Linked DNA regions of Zea mays: region 1 is linked to region 2. The links are chromatin contacts, called in public Hi-C maps. All regions are on one chromosome and are shown on one strand. Each heading gives the region's core, a stretch centred on a gene start, on an enhancer-like site or on the middle of the called end of the contact. The rest is flanking DNA. Distances are from core to core; before and after follow the strand shown. Region 1 holds the start of LOC100281492. Region 2 holds the start of LOC100285282.

Region 1 (5,000 bases), core at 900-3,399, 860 kb after region 2:
CATCTCGAGGCCCAGGCTGAATATGGCCAACAAAACAGTATTAATGTATAGATAAAGTGGTTCATCTGTATTCTTGGTTTTCTTTGTTTTAAAAATACCGCTTCCCAGATACAAGTTATATATAACATAAAATTATGAAACAAAAACGGAAATGAAACATATAAGGATCAAAGAGAGCACCATCACCTGCTTTAAGGACACAGGAAAAGTGATTTTTCCAGAGAACTCTGGATTCTTAACGATCTCTTTGCAGATTTCTCTCCAGGTCCGACAAACAGCTGCACAAGAGACTACACTCTTCCTGTTAGGCCATGTGGCTTCACTGGCCTCCAACCTCTCAATCACATCTCGAAGCAATTCAGGGGGCAAATTAGCCCAGCAACTGCTCTGGATCACTGGGGCTGGATCACGCAGCTCATGGACAGCACCGTGAGATCTGCCTCGGCGGTGGCCCAGAAACTTCACCTCAAACCCTCTTCGAGACAAGCTCCCAAAGCCATCTCTTACATCACGCACAATGCTGCGGAAAGACATCTAATAAAGGTCACAGTACTGCTGAAACATCAAACTTCCTCCAATGACTCTGTGCAAAGATGAGCCTGCCTAACAAGGGAAAAGAAAACTCGGGTTATTCTCTGAAATTTCTCTCTGGTGAGAACAGAGACATGCTGCTTAATTCAAAATAACAGAGAAGCAGCAACCCAGAGACAAAACTCTGCAAACATGCCTTGTACAGTATTTGAAGCTCATCAAATAATTTATCAAATACATCAGTACAGCCAGTCATTGTGAACGGGGGAGAACCTATCCCCCTCTTGCGTTTCTCTTGTGCCAACACAGTACAGCAATCATCGCAAAAGAAAAACGTATGGATCACTCAGCAACATGCTGTGTTGTGCTTAGGGCTGGACAAAATACTTGTGGCTCGTCAGCTCGCTCGGTTCGTGGCCAGCTCGGCTCGGTTCGACTCATTTCAATTTTGTCACGAGCTGAGCTAGCATCTCAGCTTGATTTGTTAACGAGCCAGCTCGTTAGCTCGAGTCGAGCTCGATCTAGCTCGTTAGCTCGAATGAGCTAGCATTTGTCAACAGAACAAAGCATGTACTTGTATTGGATGAACTAATAAGTGACGAACTGTGTTAATTTGGTGTTGACTTAATGTGGTATATGAAATTGTGAGTATTATTACTCTTTTCTAATGTTTAATTGGTCTGAAATTAACTAGCAATCCATTATATTGTTATATATGTGTGTGCATATTATTATTATTGGCTCGCGAGCTAAACGAGCCAGTTCGAGCTGGTTCTCTGGCTCGGTTTCTTAATAAGCTAAGTTGAGCCAGCTCATTATCCTAACGAGCCCGCTCGAGCTCGACCTAGCTGAGCTGGCTCGATATCCAGCCCTAGTTGTGCCTATGCCACCATACCCATCAAATAAGTATACACCTAGAAATGGTGTAGCTCAAAGAAGGTTTGTGAACCTAGAAATGACGCGCAGCAGTCCATTTATTAGCTGTTTCGAGAAACTATGGTGGCATCACACAAGATCCAATATAAACTTTAGCAGCATAGCAGAGCCTGCGGGAAATAACAGCCACAACACTAATTCCAGGTCGCCGGAGCACAACTGCACAAAACAGCACACATGGTATGCCTCGGCCCTCGGTTCCCCCCAGCCACGACTGTATTGAATTGACCACGTATAAATTCACGCGCAATAGAAGATTTGCATGCATCTGCCCATACCACGCGTGATGGATGATTATACCTTTTATTCAGGATTAGGATGCTCGGAAGGAGGCACCTCTCGACAGTCGACACCGAAATCCCAAATAATTTCGAGGCCAAATCACAGCTTAGAACCGCGTCCTCCCCCACCGAATCCCGCCACGATACGAGCTGAAACGCGTCTACCCAGCTGAACAACCCTCATTCCCGCCTCCGGCGAGCCGAACCGCCGGTCCGACAGCACGAATCGCGCCGAGACACGCATCCAAGTTAACAAAGGGGGAAGGGAGGGGCGGCACGGATCCGCTCGACACGCACCTGGGACGGGGCCGGGCGTCGGCTACGGGAGGCCGAGCGGCGCGGGCTGCAGAGGCGCCATGCGGATCCGGGGGAGGGGAAAGTGGGGAGGCGTCCCGACGGGTGGGGGTGGGGGAGGGGCAGGAGGAGGAGGAGGAAGCGGAGGCGAAGGAAGGGAAGGGAAAGAACAAGTGGTGGTGGTGGCTGGACAAGTGTACGTCACGTGCGGAGCGACCACAACAGACAACGCAACAGCGCCCCCCCGGCCGGGCACCCATGTGAGGTGAGGCGAGACGTGAGAGGGCGTTCGTCTTTGTCAGCAGATATATTTATTTCTTTTATGGGTTTTGATTGTTTATTTAATCAGCAAGTTTGCCCTAGTCAGACCCGTCTGGTTAGGTTTGAAAATACGATGCAATTAAATGCGCACTGTACCTGTGCTTGCTCTCTTGTTTTTTTTTCTTCTTTCAATAAAAAAATGGCACAATGGTACTGGAAACGAAGATAAGCCTCAGTGGCGTCCGAAATTCTGGACCAACAACCAAGCTTGGTTAGAGCAACTCTAATAGTTATGTAAATTTTAGCTCTCTAAATCACAGATTTAAGAAGTTGCTAAATGACTTTTGAAGTAAAAAAATGTGAGTTCTTCAATAGTTCTCTAAATATAGGTTGTAATTTTGTTTTGTATTTATCCATATAAAAAATAAGTCACAAAAACTATATAATGCAGTCAACATTTTTGTTTAGGGAGTTGTTAAATGGTTGCCAAATGCAGAGATAAAATGAGGTTAGATGAAAAGTTGTTAAATTTAGAAAGTTCATTTAGAGAACTGTTGGAGAATAGTTTTCATGTTAACTATCTAAATTATTAATTTAGAAAGTCTTTTAGAGAACCATTGGAGTTGCTCTTACAGCTGAAATATATATTAGAAAAACAAAAAATAGCAGTCCGTGTCATGCTTTTTGTGAATTTACTTCGATATAATTCGCGGTTACTAGCTAGAGCCCAGCGCCCATTTAGGGCTTGTTCGTTTGTACCAGATTGCACCCGGAATTGTTGCAGCTAATCAAAATTTATATAAATTAGAGAAGTAATCCGGTTAGAAATCGTTCCGACCCACCAATCCTAAAGACCTAAGCAACCGAACGGCACCTTATACTTCAGTGTTCCAGTAAATGGGCCCCGTCCAATATACAGAGAATATAGCAAGGAAGAAGCAAGCCTGAGACAAAATACCGCAGCCAGACGTATTAAAATCGTAACGAACAAACGTTGCGCTTGTCAATCGTATTGCTGTGCTATGTTCTATTATCAGTGCCAACAGCAACCTGTAAGGGGCCAACAGGGAAGAATAGCTGGGAAAAAAAACCAAGGAAAATAAATGGTGTGATGCTAGCATTTCCGAAATTTTATATGGTATCAGACAACAGTATAGCTTCATGACGATAGGCAAGTAAGGTCTGCATGCACCATAGCATATTCTTTGCGGTCTTCAGGCTTCGTTTCGGTAATCCTGGATGTGGAAGCAAGGTACTATTTCGTAACACCGCATCAAGTATCAGCACACATGGAGCAGCCTGGCTGCCTCAAGCAGCAAATTGAGCGAAGACAGCAGTACTACATGTGAAATGCTTCTGACGCTTGGTGTTACTTCTGCATGAACAGTGCTATAAAATGTCTACACCTGCTACCGAAAAAATTAAGGATGAGTGCTCATGACTTCATGAGACATATATCATGGACAACACTATTACTATAATGGGGAAGTTCATCTGCTAAGTTTAGCCAGCAATTCTATTGCCAACCACACAAATTATAGTAAGCAAGAGAACATAGATAATCGGTGGAATGGTCGACTACTGTGTATCACACATATAACACAGTAAACACACACTGCATATTCACATTATACACTACAGTGCTTCAGTACAGGTTTTTTTTTTTTGATCATAATGGGGGGGAAAGGTTCCCCACCTTGATTCCATTTCATTTCACATTCCCGTTTAGCCCAAAAAGGCTAGATGGTACAGAATTGTTTACATAGCCGGATATATCCGGTTGGGAGAGCAACAGGGAAAAGAGTTGATTACAATCTAGCATTTGAGAACACCATATTCCAGGCTTCTTTTACTCCGGATTCTTTAGAGCTATGCCTGTGACTCCAACTGGCAGCTTCGGCGCAAATTAGCTGGAGAGTTTGGTTGAGGGTGGCTGCCTCTTGCCTGAAAACAAAACCATTTCTGCGTTTCCACAACTGCCAGCAACATAGGATGACAAAGGAGCTGAACTCATTTTGCGGGAGGTTTGAGGGCCGTTCAATCTGGTGCAAATTTTGCACAGTCATGTCATTGGGGATGTGAAAGCCAATCGCAAGCCAGAAGGTCTTGGCAAAGTGGCAGCGGAGAACAATGTGATCAGCAGTTTCGCGTTCCTGGCCACACACATCGCAAGTGTCCTCATCCACAATTTTTTTCAGCAGCAGATTTTCTTTGGACTGAATTTTCCCCTGGGTGAGTAGCCAAGCGAAGAATTGGGCTCTCGGTGGCGCTTTATTGCTCCAAATGAAGGCTGCAGCAGGGTTCGTCACCCTATCTTGCTTTTTGAGGAAATCATAGAGCTTGGATGTTTGGAATTTTCCACTCTGAGAGACAAACGAACAGACGCGAGTGTCTTGCTGTTGACTGAGGGCAGAATCATTGATGATGTCCTGGACTTGATGGAGTTCCATCTGTGCCTGATCTGAAAGTCTAGGGACTAGAGATAGTCCATTTGTGACAATGTCGTGGACACTTGATTGCTTGGCCAAACAGTGAGAGTAGAGCGCTGGTAGGCGTGTTGCCAGATCATCTTCCCCACACCAAGCGTCATGCCAGAAGTTTGTGTTATGGCCATTTCCGACTACGGAAGTAGTGATGGCCTGGTAGATGGGTAGCACCGCGCGCAGGTTGTTCCAGTGCATCCCGTGCACATCACCC
Region 2 (5,101 bases), core at 1,021-3,520:
TTTCACAAATTAACCCGTCGTTCGATTCGGATACAAACTGAGTCTTAAGACAATTTATGAGTTAGACCTCGGGTTCTCTGTTAATGTGTGCGCAGCCCAGAGCTTAGAGAAAATAGGAAAAATGAATTTAGAAATTGAATTTCCAATGTAAAAAGAATTCCAGAACTTATTTAATGCATAGAAAATTCATTTTAACTCCAAATTGAGTCATTCCAGTTGCAATAATTTTGTATTAATGTTGTTTATCACCTCGTACCTTTGTTTAACCATGAAAGTTGAATTAAAAATTTGCTCAATTGAATTAATCTATTCTAGGTGCTAAATGATTTTAGAAATTCATAACTCAATATTCGTAGCTCCGAATTTAGGGGTTCTTGTTTCTACGATCTTGTAGCAACGCGTAGATCATAATTATACAATTTATCCTTATTTTTGGTGTAATGTTAATTTTGCCTATACACTGTTTGTTTGTAATGCTACGACTAGCGTGAGGACACGTGTCATCTGAAGAGCAAGTTGGTACCTGGAATCTCAAGTGCCAGGCAAGTTGTGCCCTTGATCACTTCTTTTTACCCAGCCATGTTCTGATTAATTATAATGATCTGCATAGGTTAATTTTGATGGGACCCAATAGGTTACCCTAGTTTGATTATCTTTATACCTTGTTTACCACTGAACCTTTTGGGTAGTACTTGCTAGTGCTTTATGTGGTTTTGGGTATGAAGATACATTATTCATGATTATACTTTTGTTATCCGTTGTTATTTACTGTTCATGATAAGATCATTAAGTTAATTGGAACATGGAGCGACCACCCGGGAAAACAGTGCTACCACAAGGGTTTATGGACGCCCTTGGCTGATTAATTAGGAAAGCTAGTGGAGGACTACCTTACCCGAAAGGGGCAAGGGCAGTAAGGGAGTGGTCAGTGTAGGGAGGTCCTTGGTTGATTTTGCTGCGATGGCGGTCAAGCAAGAACCCTGCATTGGAGCTTCCTATAAACTGTAGCGGGTTTTCTGAAGCTAGTGGAACTTTGTAAAGGCCTCGTAGTGTTACCCTGCCTCGCCTCCTCGGTAGAGGTGTATGGGAAGTCGCGATCCCTTGGCAGATGGGTAACATGACTTGTGGGTAAAGATGCGCAACCTCTGCAGAGTGTAAAACTGGTATACTAGCCGTGCTCACGGTCATGAGCAGCTCGGACCCTCACATGACTAATTTATGGAACTAAATTCAATATGTCATATGCATTGCATCGCAGGTGATGATGTTACTTTTGTTCTACTACTTAATTGGGTTGGTATTTACTTATACTTAGTAATTGCTAATAAAATTTTGACCAACTTTAAAAGCAATGCTCAGCATCAATCATCTCCGTTGGTAAGCCTTACACTTCACATGAGCTCCCATCTTTGGCGAGTTCATGCACATTATTCCCCACAACTTGTTGAGCAATGAACGTATGTGAGCTCACTCTTGCTATCTCACACCACCCCCCCACAGGTCAAGAACAGGTACCGCAGGATGAGGCACATGGAGGATGTTGTGATGTGTTCGTGAGAGGTCTAGGTCGTCGTCTCCCAGTCAACTTTGGGTTGCTGGATCGTTGTCTCCATATAATGTAATTATTTATTTATTTTGTACAAAACTCCGATTATATAGTAAAGATGTGACGTTCAATCCTGTGCGATGATTCATCATATGTGTGAGACTTGGTACCAGCACACCTGGTGATTATGTTCGCGCCCGGGTCTTGGTGCCCCGAAACCCTGGTGTGACAGAGATTCCAACTTGTGGAGATTCCTCTCAAAAGAAAAACTTGATATAAGGAAGAAAACCATGGTACCCAAGTTTAATCTTTTGATCGCTTGAGAGAGGTTGAGTGCAACCCTTGACAGAAGAAGATCACCACAACGTGGAGTAGACATTGGCCGAATCATGGGATAAAATCGTTATCTTTTGTGTTTACTTTATTGGGATCATCATCTTTCAAAGAGTTCTCGTATTTCACTTGTGTACATATCATAAAGAAACAATCAAGTGAAGATATTCTCTCTCCATTTCTATTCATCACAACTTGATTTTAGTTTTTGCTAACATTTGTTATAAACCAAGTTTGTCTTGTTTAGTGTTAATATTTACAGGATCACTTATGCACCTACTCTAGATAATCTCATTAAGATGTAGTATATTTGAGTCACTTGATAGAATGCTCAATAATTTTTTAACTAAAATTTATAAAATACGGTATCGTTAGAGTAGTTTTTTTTTTTAATATAGAACCCTGTTCCCACCGGCGCTCACTGCACCTTCCCCAGCGGCCACCACCCGAGGCCGGTCCCCGCTGACCCGCCTCCGTGGACCGGGGACACGCGGCGGCGACCGGCGAGGCGGTCCCTGCTTCCTCTTTCTACTCCTCACAAGTATGTATGACACGCACCACCCGCACCGCACCCACCCACCAACCCGACCTTCCGCTGCTCACACACACACACACACACACACACACACTCTACACGCGAGCGAGACCACGCGCCGGACCGCCGCAAGCCGGCCGCCGCCGCCGCGACCTGGAGCTTGCGAGCTAGCTCTGGCCTCGCTGCCTGCGCCGACTGAGATGGACCCGCGCTTTCCGCTGCCGGCCGCGGCGGCGCCGTCCACGGGCGGCGGCGGCGGCGCCAGAGGGCACCACCGGCGGGCCCACTCGGAGACGTTCCTCAGCTTCCACGACGCGGACCTGCTCCTCGACCCGGACGGCGACTTCTTCTCCGACCTCGACTTCCCCTCCCTCTCCGACGACTCTCCGGCCGCCTCCGACCCCACCCCGCCGCCGCATCCGCAGCAGCAGCCGCCGCAGGCTTCCCCGGCCCCACGTCCGCCCGGCGGGACCCACACGCGGAGCCTCTCCCTCGACGCCGCCTTCTTCGAGGGCCTCGCGTTTCAGGGACCCAGTGGGAGCGCCGGGGGTGGAGGTGGGCCCGGCCACAAGAGGAGCGGCTCGATGGATGGGGACACCTCGCCGTTCGAGGGCGAGTCGGCGCTCTCCAGCGGCCTGCCGGACTACGCCAAGAAGGCCATGCCCGCCGAGAGGATCGCCGAGCTCGCGCTCATCGACCCCAAGCGCGCAAAGAGGTGGGGTTTATTTTTGGCATTCGATGCTTCCTAGATAGATCCGGATTTCGGAGGGAAAATCCTTATCCAGCACAGTAATTTAGCGTTCCAAGCAAGAGTCCCGAGAATTTAGTACCGTTTGCTTCTAGTGTTAAGTACTGTGCTATCTGTTACATCATCTGAGCTACCTGCCTAGTGCCTCGTTTTAAGGACAATGATTGCACGATTTTTGGGTTCCTGTGCTGGCTCCGCTATCGAAGGGGTTGTTGATTTGTGCTAAGTTTTGCCGATGGTGCTGTCGTGTAGGATTCTGGCGAACAGGCAGTCGGCAGCGAGGTCAAAGGAGAGGAAGATCATGTACACTAGTGAACTGGAGAAGAAGGTCCAGACTCTGCAAACGGAGGCCACTACGCTGTCAGCACAGCTGACCCTGCTCCAGGTATGGGGTTATATTTTGTTTTAAAAACGTTCAAGTTCGACAAGAATTTGTGAAGAATTACAGCAAGTCAGCTTCATCTTTCTTATAGGCTTTTGGTTGTGTGCTTTTGCATAGTACATGTCAATTTCTGTGTGGGGGCTTGGTTCATGTTTGCTTGGGCTACATTTGTTTATTGCTGCTTTGAGTCAATTAATTTGTTTATTTTAAAATTAAATCCATAAACCATGCCATGTAACATGAATTGGTACTGGGAATTGGGATTGGGCTCTGGCACTTTTGCGACAACTTAGGGTGTGTTTGAAACTTTGAATGCCCTAGAGCTAATATGTAGTTGGCTAAAAAATAGCTAGTATAATTAGCTAGCTAACAAATAGCTAACTAACTATTAGCTAATTTACTAAAAATAGCTAATAGCTGAATTATTAGCTAGACTGTTTGGATGCCTTTAGCTAATTTTAGCAACTAACTATTAGCTCCAGTGCATTCAAACACCCCCTTAGTCATTTCAGTTTACATTCGTGAGCACTTCGCTGCAGAACATGGTTGTTTAGGATTGTTTAGGATAGAAGCAAGTGCGATGAACGGTACTATATGCCTAATCACTGACCATTTCTAAATGAATGCACTTGCCAGAAACAAAGCACAGATGCACGGACGCAACCCATGTCTGAAAAAATATCTCAATATTGCAAAAGCCTATTTTATGTATGGTCATTTATACTTGTGTGCCTAGTATTTGAATGTATCATATTGTTAGGTGCTGTTTGAATATGGAAATAAATTGTGACTCGAGTGTGCACTGGAATTTGATCTGTAATGGAAAGTTAGTAAGGCATGGTAAATTGGTTTGCTATTTATATCTTAAGCATTTATTACCTTTGTGGCATGGCAAATGAAGTTGGTAGGATTCAATGTATATATATCTATTAGTCTCTAGAGGTAAAAGGGGGTGCTTATGGACCAATAGGTCACTACCCATCATGAATGGGCCATTGATGCTCCATTTACAGATAGTGATTTGATTGAAGTGGATAGAATCAGATGTTTAGTGTTAAGGTGAAGATTAAGTGGCCACAGATAGTAGATATTTCTCTATCAAGAACAACTTGGCTAGTAATCAACCATTTAGTTAGACAACTTTTTTTATTGCTACTGATAGGGCCTATGTGATATAGATACATTTTCACAATATAATGAAATGTGTCCTTCCTTTATCTTTTCTTTTGTATAAGTCCCGTCTGTATCTTTATCCAGTATGCGACCTTCAACACTTCCAAAGGAATATAGTTAGTTTATCGTGATTTGTGAGCAAGCATGATCTCAGGCTGAGTGTCATGCAATATGTTGTTTTTGGTCCGAAATAGTTAACTATTGTTTAATAATATACTTTTGCAGGATTAACATTTCTCACTTTAGGAGTTTCTGTTTGTGCATTATTTGAGTATTGTTTTCAATAGTATTGCACTCTTGCTTTATTGATATTTTCGTGTTGCTGTTGCACATCCTCCCTTTTGTATGTCTGAGAATATTTGGTAGGGTATTGTTACTGAAGAC

The links. Hi-C and Micro-C count contacts between places; a contact is called where the count stands out from the background.
Region 1: a contact with region 2 is called in a Hi-C map of ear, with 2.1 times the contacts expected there. The contact joins the promoter of LOC100281492 here to the promoter of LOC100285282 in region 2. A contact is called at or near these places in 2 of 25 Hi-C or Micro-C datasets (ear and leaf).

What each region holds. Positions count from the first base shown.
Region 1 is chr10:8,601,005-8,606,004 of Zm-B73-REFERENCE-NAM-5.0, forward strand. It overlaps LOC100281492, which reads right to left and starts at 2,150. Exons shown (of 5, transcript NM_001368018.1): 1 at 2,046-2,150; 2 at 187-599; 3 at 1-16. The coding sequence starts at 534. It also overlaps a transcript of LOC100274707 not described here.
Region 2 is chr10:7,738,852-7,743,952 of Zm-B73-REFERENCE-NAM-5.0, forward strand. It overlaps LOC100285282, which reads left to right and starts at 2,271. Exons shown (of 4, transcript NM_001372205.1): 1 at 2,271-3,129; 2 at 3,415-3,547. The coding sequence starts at 2,423.